3 separate regions of the Zea mays genome follow, and all the other regions are linked to region 1. Evidence: chromatin contacts called from public Hi-C data. All regions are on one chromosome and are shown on one strand. Each heading gives the region's core, a stretch centred on a gene start, on an enhancer-like site or on the middle of the called end of the contact. The rest is flanking DNA. Distances are from core to core; before and after follow the strand shown.

The links. A called contact is a pair of places that touch in the nucleus more often than the background predicts.
Region 2: a Hi-C map of endosperm shows a contact between it and region 1, with 5 times the contacts expected there. The contact joins the promoter of LOC100279601 here to the promoter of LOC542386 in region 1. A contact is called at or near these places in 14 of 25 Hi-C or Micro-C datasets (bundle sheath, ear, endosperm and 4 more) and 2 of 3 datasets of contacts at active chromatin or transcription factors (leaf and seedling).
Region 3: a contact with region 1 is called in a Hi-C map of tassel, with 2.1 times the contacts expected there. The contact joins the promoter of LOC100286120 here to the promoter of LOC542386 in region 1. A contact is called at or near these places in 3 of 25 Hi-C or Micro-C datasets (ear, leaf and tassel).

The regions. Positions count from the first base shown.
Region 1 is chr5:211,583,592-211,587,978 of Zm-B73-REFERENCE-NAM-5.0, reverse strand. LOC542386 (adenine nucleotide translocator) reads right to left here and starts at 2,029. Exons shown (of 4, transcript NM_001111961.2): 1 at 1,946-2,029; 2 at 368-882; 3 at 1-192. The coding sequence starts at 862.
Region 2 is chr5:211,444,593-211,449,489 of Zm-B73-REFERENCE-NAM-5.0, reverse strand. It overlaps LOC100279601, which reads left to right and starts at 2,207. Exons shown (of 6, transcript NM_001152598.1): 1 at 2,207-2,357; 2 at 3,422-3,509; 3 at 3,616-4,421; 4 at 4,610-4,679. The coding sequence starts at 2,347.
Region 3 is chr5:211,344,376-211,348,851 of Zm-B73-REFERENCE-NAM-5.0, reverse strand. It overlaps LOC100286120 (60S ribosomal protein L31), which reads left to right and starts at 2,929. Exons shown (of 2, transcript NM_001159008.2): 1 at 2,929-3,075. The coding sequence starts at 2,984.

The DNA of each region.
Region 1 (4,387 bases), core at 780-3,279:
TCCCTTGGCAGCCTTCGCGTCATTAGCCAACCTTGTTCTCGCGTAGTCCAGGGAGTACACAAAAAACAAAGAGGAAGCACCAGCAGCACCACCAGAGGCCAGGTTGCCAGCAAACCACTTCCAATAGCCATCCCTATCCTTCTTGAAGTTGAACAACCTCTTGAAGTAGTCCTTAAATGCAAAGTTCAAAGCCTGGGACAAAGATTTGAAGACAAATTAATAATGTACAAGTTAAAGTGTAGTCGGTAACTTGTATACCTTGCAAAGCCACCAGGAACATTCAACCACTTAGGTAAGAAAGATCACGGTGTTTCAACATATTTACAGATGTTACCGAGTAAAAAATATGATGGAAGGTGTGGGCTACCTGAGTAGGGAAGTAACGAATAACATTAGCAGTGTTACCCCTCCACAAGGAAGAGAAACCTTCATCCTTAATGGTACGTTTGAAGCAGTCAACAATACCCTTGTACGGCTCTGATAGCCTACCAGACTTAATCATCTCATCTTGGTTCTGAATAAGCAGCTTCACACGCTCGATGGGAGCAGCAGCAGTCTTTGAAACAGCAGCTGAAACACCGCCCATCATGAAATCAATCATGAAGTTCTTGCCTCCTTTCTCAGCAGGAGCATTAGCACAGAGCGGGGTCTGCATCACTGGGACATTGATGCCACCGCTAACAGACATTGAAGGGCCCCAAAGGCTCTGGGTCATGTAGTTCCTTGTGGCAAATCTCCTTTCATAAGATGAGACAGATGGGCATATGTTACGGGCCCGTACACCTTCAGAGATGATCGAGCGCAGGTGGAACTGGCCACCGAGCTTATGAAGGACAGTGGGTTGGTTAGCCTGGTCCGCCATTGCCACTTGAAAACTATTGGCTGCAACATAATATCAAGACACAACTTAGGATAGTGCATAAAGAATAACAGATCTCCACGTCTAACTGTGTAAAAAAGATGCATATTATATAGTAACAAAGCTACAGAAACAAACATTATTTTCTGTGTTTCAACAGAGTAAAAGCCAAAGCTCAACACAGTTAATTGAAGTAGAGAGCCTGTGTATAAACATTAAGTCAATGACAGATAAAAGTGCAATTATACAGACATTGATATTTACAGTTTTCATGTTCCATAACTCTAGTTTTGATAGCAATCATAAGAATAGAACAGATGCATAAAAACGAATCAATTAGTTTTAAATACCGTACATTTTAGCATGTTCAAACAGTTCATTAATTTTAACGTTCACAGATTTTATAACATATGAAAATCATCATGATCCCCAAAATTCAATTACACCAAAACCATTAAGATGATAGCATGCCAAGGGTATAGGTGTGCACGAACAGAATGAAGCAGATCTTGTGCAGGGAGCATGGTAATCAAGACCTTCACATGATATATGTGCATATAGTCTAAACAGTTCAAACACTTGAACCAATATTTTTGGGACGGGCGTCTGCCGTCAGATCGCCATCCACGGCCAAGAACACAAACAGATCTAAAGCGGCACCGTCACTATCACGAAACAGCGGTCAAAACTCACTTACCCGACTGACTAACCAATAACCATAACCTCGCGATCTACAAAGATTACACGAAGATCTACAAGGCAAGCCAAACGGAACATAAAATCCACTGCGATGCACACACACCTACGGAGAAACGGAGTAGATCTCAAGTATAGACGAACGATCCACTAGAAGAATCTCAATAGCCCTTACCCGACGCAGGAAGCACCGATCTGAATGAGCACCAACGGCCGAGGCTACCACACGAACAATCCAACCTATACGTGACGAACGCAGACGTGCAGAGCAGATCTATCTACCACAAACAGCACGCATGCCGGACCAATCGCCACAAATAGGAACGAGAGCATGGGCCTTAAATCGGGGACAGAGGACGGGAGAGAAGCCTGGTGGGACGCAAGACTCACCCTTGGGGACGGGAGGCGGAGAGGGAGGCGGACGGGCCGGCGGCTCCGAACTTTCAGAGGCGCGTCGAGGCGAGTGAGAGGGGGGCGATGCTTTCCTGGGGGATGCCTTTTTATCTCCGCTGCGCCGCCGCCGCGCGTAACCACAACGCCTATAATCGCGCGCGTGCTGGCCATCCGATCGGGCGGGGCCGGTGGATCCGCGTCTCCCCCGCGCGGTGGCCCACATGGCGGTGGTTCCATGCTGATGCTGGTTGTTTCGATTCGCCGGGTAGGCTGATCCGGTGCGGATTGTCGAACACCGAACGGCGGGTTCGGCTAGCGGAGGGATCGGACGTGGTTGGTGGGGAATACAGCAGCGCGTATAGAGTGTGGCACGGCGGATCCGGGACTTTAGGGTTTGTTTAGGCTGGAACGGACGGTGGATGTGCACCTCCATGTGGGGTGGGTTGGTCAGATCGGGTCCAGGTCCAGCGCTACCGGAAGGTTGGGGGAAGGCGAGGTGTGAAGGGGCAGCACGGAACATGAGCTTGCCGGGTAGGGGTGTGCGAAACGTGCAAGTTGGTTGTGGTCTTTCACGAAGTGATGGATGCATGGTCAGCGCTCAGCAGTGAGCAACTACTAGGCTGTATGTATCAGCATTTTTCGTCTCTTTCTGATTTTTTTGAGGGACATCTTCACACTGGTAGGGACTGGATCTGCTCAATTACACTGTTGTTTATTGCTAAATTCTTCTGATTTTGGACTGTCCATTCTTGATCTCACAACGCAAGGGAAGGGCGCTGAGAATTTTAGTTTCTTCCGAGTCGGATGGATGTTGTAAAAAGAAAAACGCAACATTTGGAAATTGGAATTGTGGAGAGGGTTAGCTGATGGGAAGTGAAAGTGAGTGCCTGCGAAGTAGGAAAACATCGAATTGGAGTGCTCCATGAATTGCATTTTCTTGAGGTCAACGGGAAGGCATTGTACTACAGTCTACACTAAGATGTCGAGTCAATGTGTAGTTTTTGTGAGGAAAAGCATGTAACATTTTTTGTTCGGTTTGTTTCAGTTTTTTTTAACTTCTCGCAACCAGAAGTTGCTGAAGATTATCAAACGTCCATCTTTTTAGCTCACTTTTGTGAAAATTAATTTAGTAAAAACCGTCTAAAGTCAACATGAACATACAATCGACCGAGTCATCAGGTTAATAAGAACTCGTCACTTTCTAAATCATAAACCATATGCACCTCTTTATCTTCCTCTTCACATCTAAATTCTCTCTACGACTAGATTCTCCCCACAGCCGAATTCTCAAAAAAACTCATTAGAGAAAAGTTGAAACGAACATACCCTTTATAAGTTGGGTAGTTGGATAGTACAAGCCCAACAAGCACATCTTAGTTTGGGTAATTCGGGAATACCTGAATTCGAACCCGATTTTTCGGATACCCGAATTTGTAGGTAATATAAAACCACTGAAATTTTGGGTAACGATTCTTAGAACCCGAAATTTTAATTACCAGAACCAATTTTTCGGGTAACCCAAACTTCCACACCTTTATAGCATGCACTCTGTATTGATAATTAGAGAAAATGTCCTTTAGTTATACATTCTGGCAATAAAATGTTATTGTCACACCCGGTTTTGGAAGGTAAACCGAATACGAACCATGTACGTGCCAGGATCAGAACTCACATACACAGTGATTACATAATTGGACATCATCACACAATACTTGAATTAAATAGCAGAAAGGTACTTGGTTACATCAAGATGTCTGATACACCACAGAGTCTATTACATAAACTTAGTGTTCAACATTAAATCAAAGTGCAGAGTAACGAAACGTAGAAGATAAGCCTACACAGGCAGCTGACTGGGGGTTTACCACTAAAGTAAACTAGAATTCGTCGTAGTCCTAGAACTCCTCAAAGTCCTCCATGTTATCAGCTTCACCTCCTGAGCACTGAGAACAGTGGGGACAACATGGGGTGGGGTGTTTTGTAAAGCAAAGGTGAGTACACATCAACGTACTCAGCAAATGTCTCGTTTGGCTAAAGTGGACTAGTTGTATGTGGAGTTAAGGTTAAGCCGTCGCTTTTAGTTGGTCAAGTTTTATTACTATAAGTAGAGCCAAGTTTTAGTAATAACCCAGTTATTACCCAAAGGCACTCCCTCCAAGAGGAAATACTAGAGATCATATTTATAACCATCATTGCTAATCATCATCATATAAGTAACAAAAGTTCTTCTAATCGAAGAGAATCCCAAGGCTACTCATAACTGTGAGCACGGCTGATATACCAGTTTCTAACACTCTGCAGAGGTTGCACACTTTACCCACAAGCCGTGATTCCCATTCTGCCCGGGGTTTTAGCCTCCCCATTGATCACTACCAAGGTGACCTAGCAGGGTCTCACTACGTAGCCTTTACAAAGATTTCCCAGAGGTCATAGCCACCC
Region 2 (4,897 bases), core at 958-3,457, 140 kb after region 1:
AGTCTGTCTTCCGAGGCCGAGGTCGAGTCCGAGCCCCTGGGTCGGGCGAGGCGGAGACCGGCGGCTGAGGCCAGGGCTGAGTCCGAGCCCTGGGGTCGGGCGAGGCGGAGTTCGTCGTCTTCCGGGGCCGAGCCCGAGTCCGACCCCTGGGGTCGGGCGAGGCGGAGTTCGTCGTCTTCCGGGGCTGAGCCCGAGTCCGAGCCCTGGTCGGGCGAAGCGGAGTTCGTCGTCTTCTGGGGCTGAGCCCGAGTCCGAGCCCTGGGGTCGGGCGAAGCGGAGTTCGTCGTCTTCTGGGGCCGAGCCCGAGTCCGAGCCCTGGGGTCGGGCGAAGCGGAGTTCGTCGTCTTCCGGGGCTGAGCCCGAGTCCGAGCCCTGGGGTCAGGCGAAGCGGAGTTCGTCGTCTTCCGGGGTCGAGCCCGAGTCCGAGCCCTGGGGTCGGGCGAGGCGGAGTTCGTCGTCTTCCGGGGCCGAGCCCGAGTCCGAGCCCTGGGGTCGGGCGAAGCGGAGTTCGTCGTCTTCCAGGGTCGAGCCCGAGTCCGAGCCCTGGGGTCGGGCGAGGCGGAGTTCGTCGTCTTCCGGGGCTGAGCCCGAGTCCGAGCCCTGGGGTCGGGCGAGGCGGAGTTCGTCGTCTTCCGGGGCTGAGCCCGAGTCCGAGCCCTGGGGTCGGGCGAAGCGGAGTTTCCTATGGCGCCTGAGGCCGGACTTGGCTGCTGTCAGCCTCACTCTGCCGAGTGGCACAGCAGTCGGAGCGACGCAGGCGACACTGTCCTCTTGTCAGGCCGGTCAGTGGAGCGGCGAAGTGACTGCGGTCACTTCGGCTCTGTCGACTGAAGGGCGCGCGTCAGGATAAGGTGTTAGGCCACCTTTGCATTAAATGCTCCTGCGATACGGTCGGTCGGCGTGGCGGCTTGGCCAAGGTTGCTTCTTGGTGAAGTCTGGGCCTCGGGCAAGTCGAAGGTATGTCCGTTGCTGGAGGGGGTCCTCGGGCGAGACGTAAATCCTCCGGGGTCGGCTGCCCTTGCCCGAGGCTGGGCTCGGGCGAGGCGAGATCGTGTCCCTTGAGTGGACCGATCCTTGACTTAATCGCACTCATAAGGCCTTTGCAGCTTTGTGCTGATGGGGTTACCAGCTGAGATTAGGAGTCTTGAGGGTATCCCTAATTATGGTCCTCGACACTAATTATAAGGTATTAGCAAATTTAAATTTTGTTAGCTAACTACGTGACCGCTAAAAACTAGGTTTGTCAGTTTTGCCGTTTTGGTAACTAAATTTTAGATATCAACCAAACCAGGCTTGAAATATTAATATATAATTATATACCACTATATAATTCACTACTTTAAGCTTTGCAAAAACCCACCTAACCAAATCACTCCAACTCACATAACCTCCACTAAATACACCAAACAAACTGCACACAAACTCAAAAACCAACTGTTTAGATAGCTAGATAACCTATTTTCTTAATCACTCAAATTCAATCGACTATATTATTTGGATCATTTCTCATCTCACATCCATCATCCTTCTCTTCCCCTCATTCGTGACCCCGTCCACCTGAGCCTCCCCTCACTCGTGCCGCCACCGTCACATACAACCTCTACCATCACGCTTCTGCCACTGTCGTCACCAATCCCTCCTTTTCTCTCCACAGGATCTAGTATGGATAGTTGGTAAGAGGTGACCACGAGTGCACTACAAATGACACCAACAAAGATGAGATGATTCTACCAAATTATATAATTAACCAAATAAAATTCATACAACACATGCATAGACAATACAAGCAAACCAAAACACCAGACTCACATTTCTTGCATTGCTCTATGCTAAATTGGGCTACCAGATTTTATTTTGATGCGTAAGTTTGGCAAAGAAGCGCTCAGCCAATGTTATCTGGACATACTTGTCCACGTGCTCCGCCAGCGAACTCCTGTTCACCATTTACGTCCGCAACAAGACGGGCTGAAGCAAAAGCAAAGGCGGTTGCCCACACAATCCGGCGGGAACATGGTTCCAGCCTTCCAGGCCTCCCTTCGCCGCGCCCAATTCACGCTTCTGCCCGAAATCCCACCGCTCGCTATGCCACGTCGCTGGGGGCCGAACAGTCATTCCGCATCCCTCCCGTTTTTAGGAAAACCGATTCCCCGCTTCGGTGCCCACCACAAAGCTGACCTGCGGAAGCGCGAGGAGGACGAAAGGGACCGGACGAAGCTACGCGCTGCACCGACCGACCAAACCCTAGGCGTTCGGCGGGCGTCACCACGGCGGCGAAGAAAGGGTGCCTCGCGTCGCCTTGGTGTCCCCGAAGTCGTCGACGGTGCAGCTCGATCCGCCTCGTCGAGCATGTCGAGGAGGTAATACTTCGGTTGCCCCAGCATGCTCGATTGAACTGCAACTCTAGCGATTTCGAACCGGATGGGATGATTTTAAGCTTAGCGGTGGATCGTGTTCGTGTTGCTGTGAGCCTGTGACCATTTCGGTTTGGATTTAGCTTGTAATTTAGCAATTGTTTAGCATCGCTGCATCGCAGTGCGGTCATCCTGCAATGAAGCTGAGTGTTAGTGAGGAGGTCTAGATTTGGGCGACATACTGCTTGTTGATTGATGTTTTTTTTGGTAAATAAGATATCATCGGCTTTAGTAAGGCTACAATTTCGGATTTAGGATGTATGGGACCGTCAAGACGACTAAATTGACCTTTATTTGTCTTTCGAATTCTTTTGGTTGCCCTTGTGCAAGAATTAGATCCCGTGTGGTGGTCAGTTGGAGGTCATTATGAACTACATCCCGGATTCAAACCATTTCGATACATTGTGAATCACGGGACTAATGGGAGTGGGACAGAAATGTCCTCGACAATTGCTGGATGCAATATATATCCTGTGTGTGGGCCTGTGAGGGGGCAGTGGTCCATTATTTTTACCCAAAAGGCCCCAAGCTTATTCGGAAGTGTAGGTTGAGATGTAAATTTTTAGAATAACAGTACAGAAGGCAGGGCTGCTGGGTAAACTCTGAATAATAGACTGTATTGGTACGCCTTTAATAATACAATAGGATGAGTGGAAATGTTTGCCACTGACATCTCAATTTATGGTTTATATGGTGGTGAGATGGCGAGTAGAACACTTTGAAGTGAAATTAAGTGCTAGGAAAGTAGGAAGGGAATGGAACTATGTTTGTCATGTTGTCAGTTCTGTGAATCAGAAACACATTTCTGGGGATGGAATGTTTAATTCAAGCCCCCCAAAAGCTGGGGTAACTAATCCTGGGCTCATTGTATGTTTGTACTGACTATAGCTGTCCCTTGTCGAGGCTCGTATCCGTTGGCATAGCAAATGAAATGTTAATGGTGTTGTCCATGTAGAACTTATAACAATTTAGAGTGTTCTCTTATGTTGCTTCTTTCTTTTATTCGTCAGGGTCCCTTGCAAATTCTTCTTGCATGGAGCTTGCTTCAAAGGAGATTACTGTGAATTCTCCCATGACTGCAATGATCAACCAGATAATGTAACCTATGTACTTCTAACTCCAGACCAGTTTCCTTGCACTATCCAATTTAAATTTGCATTATCCAGTATTCCTGTATTTCTTAGAGTAATGCTCTCACCTACAGGTTTGCACTTTCTACCAGAAAGGGACGTGCACCTTTGGTAGCCGTTGCAGAAATGAACATGTTGAAGTTCATTGTAACTGCCCCCAACCAGCAACCACTGTAGCGCGTGCATCCTCCAATTCTTCTCAGCTAGTTGCTTCTTCCAGAGATCCCCATTGCAGCGAATGCCAAACGGATTTATGTGACCAAACACAGCAGATTTGCAAGTCAACAGCAGCACTTTCTGCACATCAACCTGCATGGGTTGTTGATTATCATGACCATGACACTCCAGATGATACTACAAGCTGGCCGTTGCACCAAGCTGTGCAAAATCAAACATCACAATATCCTGTTCATCTGCCAATTTGCTCTTCTACTGCTGATGGCACTTGTCCTTATGGGAAAGGCTGTTCTCAGATGCATGGAGATCTGTGTGCATTCTGTGAAAGACAGTGCATGAATCCTTATCAATCTGATGAAAGGGGGGTACATGTCAAGCTATGCAAGAAAAACAATAGAGTTCTTGAGGCCATGAGAAGAAGTGAAGACATAGAATGTGGTGTGTGCTTGGACCGTGTGCTTTCAAAACCTACGGCAGCAGAAAGGAGGTTTGGGCTGCTATCTGACTGCGACCATTCCTTCTGTATCTCATGCATTAGGAATTGGCGTAGCACCTCTCCTACGTCTGGCATGGATGTCAACTCTACACTCAGGGCTTGTCCAATTTGCCGCAAATTGTCATACTATGTAGTTCCTAGCATTACTTGGTACTCCTCAAAGGAAGAAAAGCAAGAAATTGTTGAAGGTTACAAGGCCAAGCTCAGGTAAGTACTTGATTTGCAAATTTGTTTTATCCTTAAGCACATCGTTTATGCGATTTTCAGGCTGCCCAGACTAATAACAGCAACTCATCTGTAGTGTTTAATTTGCTTATTGTTGAGGCATAGATAAAACTTCTGTTGTATTTTCTGCCAAAGCAGAAGTTAATTCACTAGTTGTATATGTTATGCAGGTCTATTGATTGTAAGCACTTTGACTTCGGAAAGGGCACTTGTCCATTTGGAAGCAGCTGTTTTTACAAGGTGCATAGTACAGTTTTTGGGGTCATTTAAATGCCTCTTTGTTTGATTACATGCTTCAAAGCATGTACTGTTTATCTTCATTCTTGAGTGGAACATAATTGGCTTATCATAGGAGGTATTTTCAATCTAACAATGCAAGTCTTGTTCCTAGTACATCTTTGTAATTTGAAACTGGAACCTTCATATAGCAGCTTGCAATTTCAAGCTGCTTGCCATCA
Region 3 (4,476 bases), core at 1,680-4,179, 240 kb after region 1:
GGCGAGAAATCCCGGAGGTACGAGTCGTGCTTCCCACGCGGTGGAACGTTGACTACTTCCTATCGGTCTCTGTGAAGGCTCAGAGCTTACCTCGAGGGTTCGGTCGAAGCAGAAGCCCAGAATCCCCAGCGGCGCACCTCGCTAGCAGTCCACCGCCGCACCCTCTTCGGCTCCGATCGAAATCCAAGCGAAGAAATGTCGTGACGGCGCCCAGCGGAGGGGTTAAGAGGTGCTCGCGATTCCAATTTTATGGGTAGGTCAGCGGCCAGGTGAACCGAAGTCGGCCGCGGATCCCGGCATGCCTCCACCATACGCGGTGGAATCGTTGCGGGGAGACGACTGACAACCCGGCCCAACTTCCAGTGGCACATATAAGCGGAGAGAGAGAGAGAGAGAGCCAGCGTAGAACGAGTCTGCCCCCTGGGACCCACCCGCAGCGAACGAGAGGCGCGCAAGGAGAGCATGGAGGCTGACCTGCGGACCCCACCCGGTGCCAGCGCCCGCGGCGCGCGCGGTGTTAAGAATCCTGGGCCGCACGGGGAGAACTCGGATTGGGCCGAGAAGTGTGGCAGCCGGCCCATGTTGGATTGGTTCATTTTATTCTTTTCTTTTCTTTTTTTTATCCTCTATTCTCTTTTCTATATTTCCAAGTTCAATTTGAATTCGAATTTGAATTCGAACCTGTGATAAATTTATTCTTAATCATATTGTAAAATTAAGTAGCATCAACTCTGAAAATATAGTTTCTCTTTGTATTATATACTCTCCTTTTCTTCTCTTTTCTTCCCATTTTCAAAAACTCTAGGTTTAATTTAGGGCTTAATTCAACTTCTAGTAATTACTATCTTATTACCATTAACATTATTATTTTATTTAATGCACAGACATATAAACTCCAACATGATGCATTCTTTTTTTATCATTTGTTTGAATTAAACTCTAAATTTTGTGTATGCTCTTTTTATGATGCAAATGAGGCACATCAAATAAGGAAAACACTATATATTTCTTGTACACAATTTTGAGTATTACACCCAACGGGTACGTGGGCATGGGTTTGTTCTTCCACTACCCATACCCACAAACCCATGGGTTTTTAAAACCCGTCTTAAAATCAACATTCCTTATAAATATGTCTCATAATATTATTAATTGAATATGTTTTAATTGAAATAAACTTCATGTAACAAATTTTAGGCTAAAATTAGTTATCACTTGTTCCTTTTATGCTAGCTTATTAATGTATTGATTGTTATTTACATGATGAATTATTTTTTATGTTGATGTCAGTGGGTATGGGAAACCCGTTGGGTACCCGAAACCCGCATGGGTATGGGTTGGGGCAAAGTTTTATACCCGTCATGGGTATGGGTTTTTTAGCGGGCGTATTTTTTCTTTGCGGGTATGGGTTTGGGCAAGTAATACCCAGCGAGTTTTTACCCATTGCCATCTCTACCTCTAGGATTATGATAGAAGATCCAATGTCCCCTTGTATGAACTGTCCTCTCCATCTAATGGGATGGTTCTCCCACTTCTAATGTATGTAATCTATATTATATATCATACTAGGAAATCACATTTCCTCTCCCTTAGCTGATAGTCACATGAGATCGTCAATAGTGGGACGACAACAATATGCCTCATCAAGACATGAAATAACACTTCTACAGAACATTTAGAGGTATCGTAAGGAAAACCTTTTCTCCATTTTGATGAACACATGAACAGGGTCAGCAATGTTACCACATGCAAGCGTGTATAAGACAATTGTGCACTTTTGGTAGGGAGAAACCATTGTGGTTGAGTGCACCAGTTCAAAGAGTGAAGTATGGGGAGTGCTCACCCAACCCCTCTAAAATCTGAAGGAAGAGGCTCCTTCGCATGTGGTACCTTCGAGGAATTGACACATTGGTCATTAAAGCAATTTTTGCATCGACAAGTCGTATGTGGACACACGATCATGGTCGATGTAGCTCTGACGTTGCCTCCTCTGTCTACTCGTTGTGGAAAACTCAGCAGCAATCTTCGATGTTTGTTGCATTATAGTTTCCTGCAACAACTCAATCGCCTTGTCTTTTGTCATGTCGGTATCTAAACTTGACGAAGACATCTAAAAACCGCACATCTAAAAACGCTCTTGTTCGAATGAAATGAGGGTGGGATAAGTAAGAGGAGGTGCTAGAGAAATTCGAGTTGAGTTATGTGAATGAGTTCAAACACTTGTCCTCTATTTATAGACAGAGTTCTAGGTTTTTTTTGTTTTAAATTTTTAAACCCAAAATGATATGAACCAATCAGAAAGTGTCACTTGTCACTAGACAGTATGTACCGACTAATTAGGGTCGCTACCGATAGGTGATCTAGTCATGGGGTTGTACCAAAAATTACGGGACCAATGTGATCGATGCCGATGGTGGCACACGAGCAGGTGGTAGCGTTCCACACTAGACCACTTTATATACTCATAGAACCAAGTGGGAATGTTTCCCATTCCCTATGTTTTCCTTTGAAATGTGGGAATGTTTCCCATTCCCTGTGTTTTCCCCGTGAAAATAAACTAATTGCAGTGAAGTTTTTGTACGATGCACCTGAAATTCCTGTATACCAAAGGAGGCTTAACCCACCAAACTCTTGTAGCTTGTTTGGATGTGGATATATTGTCAATCAAACAATATATAAACATTTGTTTGGATGCAAAAATTTAAGTTCAGTACGTATGGTTTACAGTGATTTCTTGTGGAAATTTAGTTTTAAATCAACACCAAATTACTCGAACACATTGATTAAAAAATAAACAAAAATAAAAGTCGAGGGTCTACCAAGATGGGCCTAATTAAGCATAGATGGGTTGGGCATGTATGTGCACAGGGAGGCCCGAAACATTAGGTAGCCCTAGCTCGCGCCGCTATAAAAGGGAGATTCTGGCGGCCTCCCTCGAGCCCGAGCAAACAAGGGCGGACGCGGAGCCGGCGGCGGAGCGGAGATGGCGGAGAAGAAGCGAGGCGCCGGCACTCGCAAGGATGAGGTGGTGACACGCGAGTACACTATCAACCTCCACAAACGCCTCCACGGATGGTATTGCCCCAAACCGCCCCAACCTCCTTCCATTCCCAAGCTTCGCGTGGCAGCAGAGTAGATCCGCTTGTTGGAGAGCATATCGTTGTTCTATATCTGCGTTGGGCTTGCATGTGCGATGCTGGTGCGGAGGGTTGCGGCCTGTGAGCACTCTGTGGGCTTGCGATTGGTTGATATACCTGATTGGATCCAGTATTCTTTACCAGCTAGATTACAGTCGGGGATCACCTGACCGAGCGGGAATAGCTTCTAGTTGATCTTGCTCTTGTATCTGATCCAACATTTATCACGCGTTCAGTGTTATTAAAACTACGTTTAAACGTCAAAACTCTAATTAGAGGTTGAAATCACGTTTTAGCGTTTTGGCGTTCTAAACTGTAAAACACAATGTTTTATGTATTTTAGACCATTAGCTATTTTTGGGCACAGTCTATTAGTTACTTTTGGGGTTCAATCCAGCTCATGGGTGAAGTTTTGGTAAGCCACTAACCTCTCGGTTTTGGTATTTAACTTCATATTATTGTCTGATTTTATGATATATTGGTATTTTTCCTATGTTGTTTAAAACTACGTTTAAACAAAGTTTAAACGTTTAGAAGTCAATTTCACCCATGAGCGTTCCAACGTTTTATCGTTTTAATAACCTTGCACGCGTTTGTCTTCTTGTTTGGCTTTGTGAGTATTGGCATGTGACATTTTGCTTTTGTGGGCGCTGTTCGATTAGGTGCTACTCGGGTATAGTCAGGTGTCTGCCTTATTTAATTAGCTTAACACAGTTACATGCCCGGGATATGTAATCTGCTCATCGTTACACGTATTGCTTCTCGTAATGCTACTATGTGTTCCATTTGGGCAGTATATTGTTCTCCAGTGATAAGTATTGTATTCCTTTTGCCGTTTGACTGGGTTGTAGTATTCAGTTGAAGTTGTATCTATAATACAGTAGTATGTTTTGTATTGTCCGGTCATTAGTAGGTACCTGTCTTACACAATCTTGTGGTTGATACAGTTACATGACTGGTACACAGATGTCACTCATGTTGCCTTCACTTTGTCATTTGTTCCATTTCACTGCTGTGGCCATTTATCAGTGGCCTGTATTGCTCTTGTATAAAGTTGTTCACAAACCACAATAGGTTACAAGTTCCATGTGACCCAATAATATGGTTATGATGTATTGTCCGGACATAGTCAGGTATCTGCCGAATGCAATGCTGTGGTCGATACAGTTACATGTCCGGTAGAAAGATGTCATTCATCGTTACACATGTTGCCTTAACATGCTGTCATGTGTTCCATTTGGGTGCTACAACATCTTGATGTTCCATTTGACGTTTGTTGGATTTCTTTTGAACACAATTTTATTCTGTTGCTGTATTCCAAATCAGGCTGTAGTTGAGC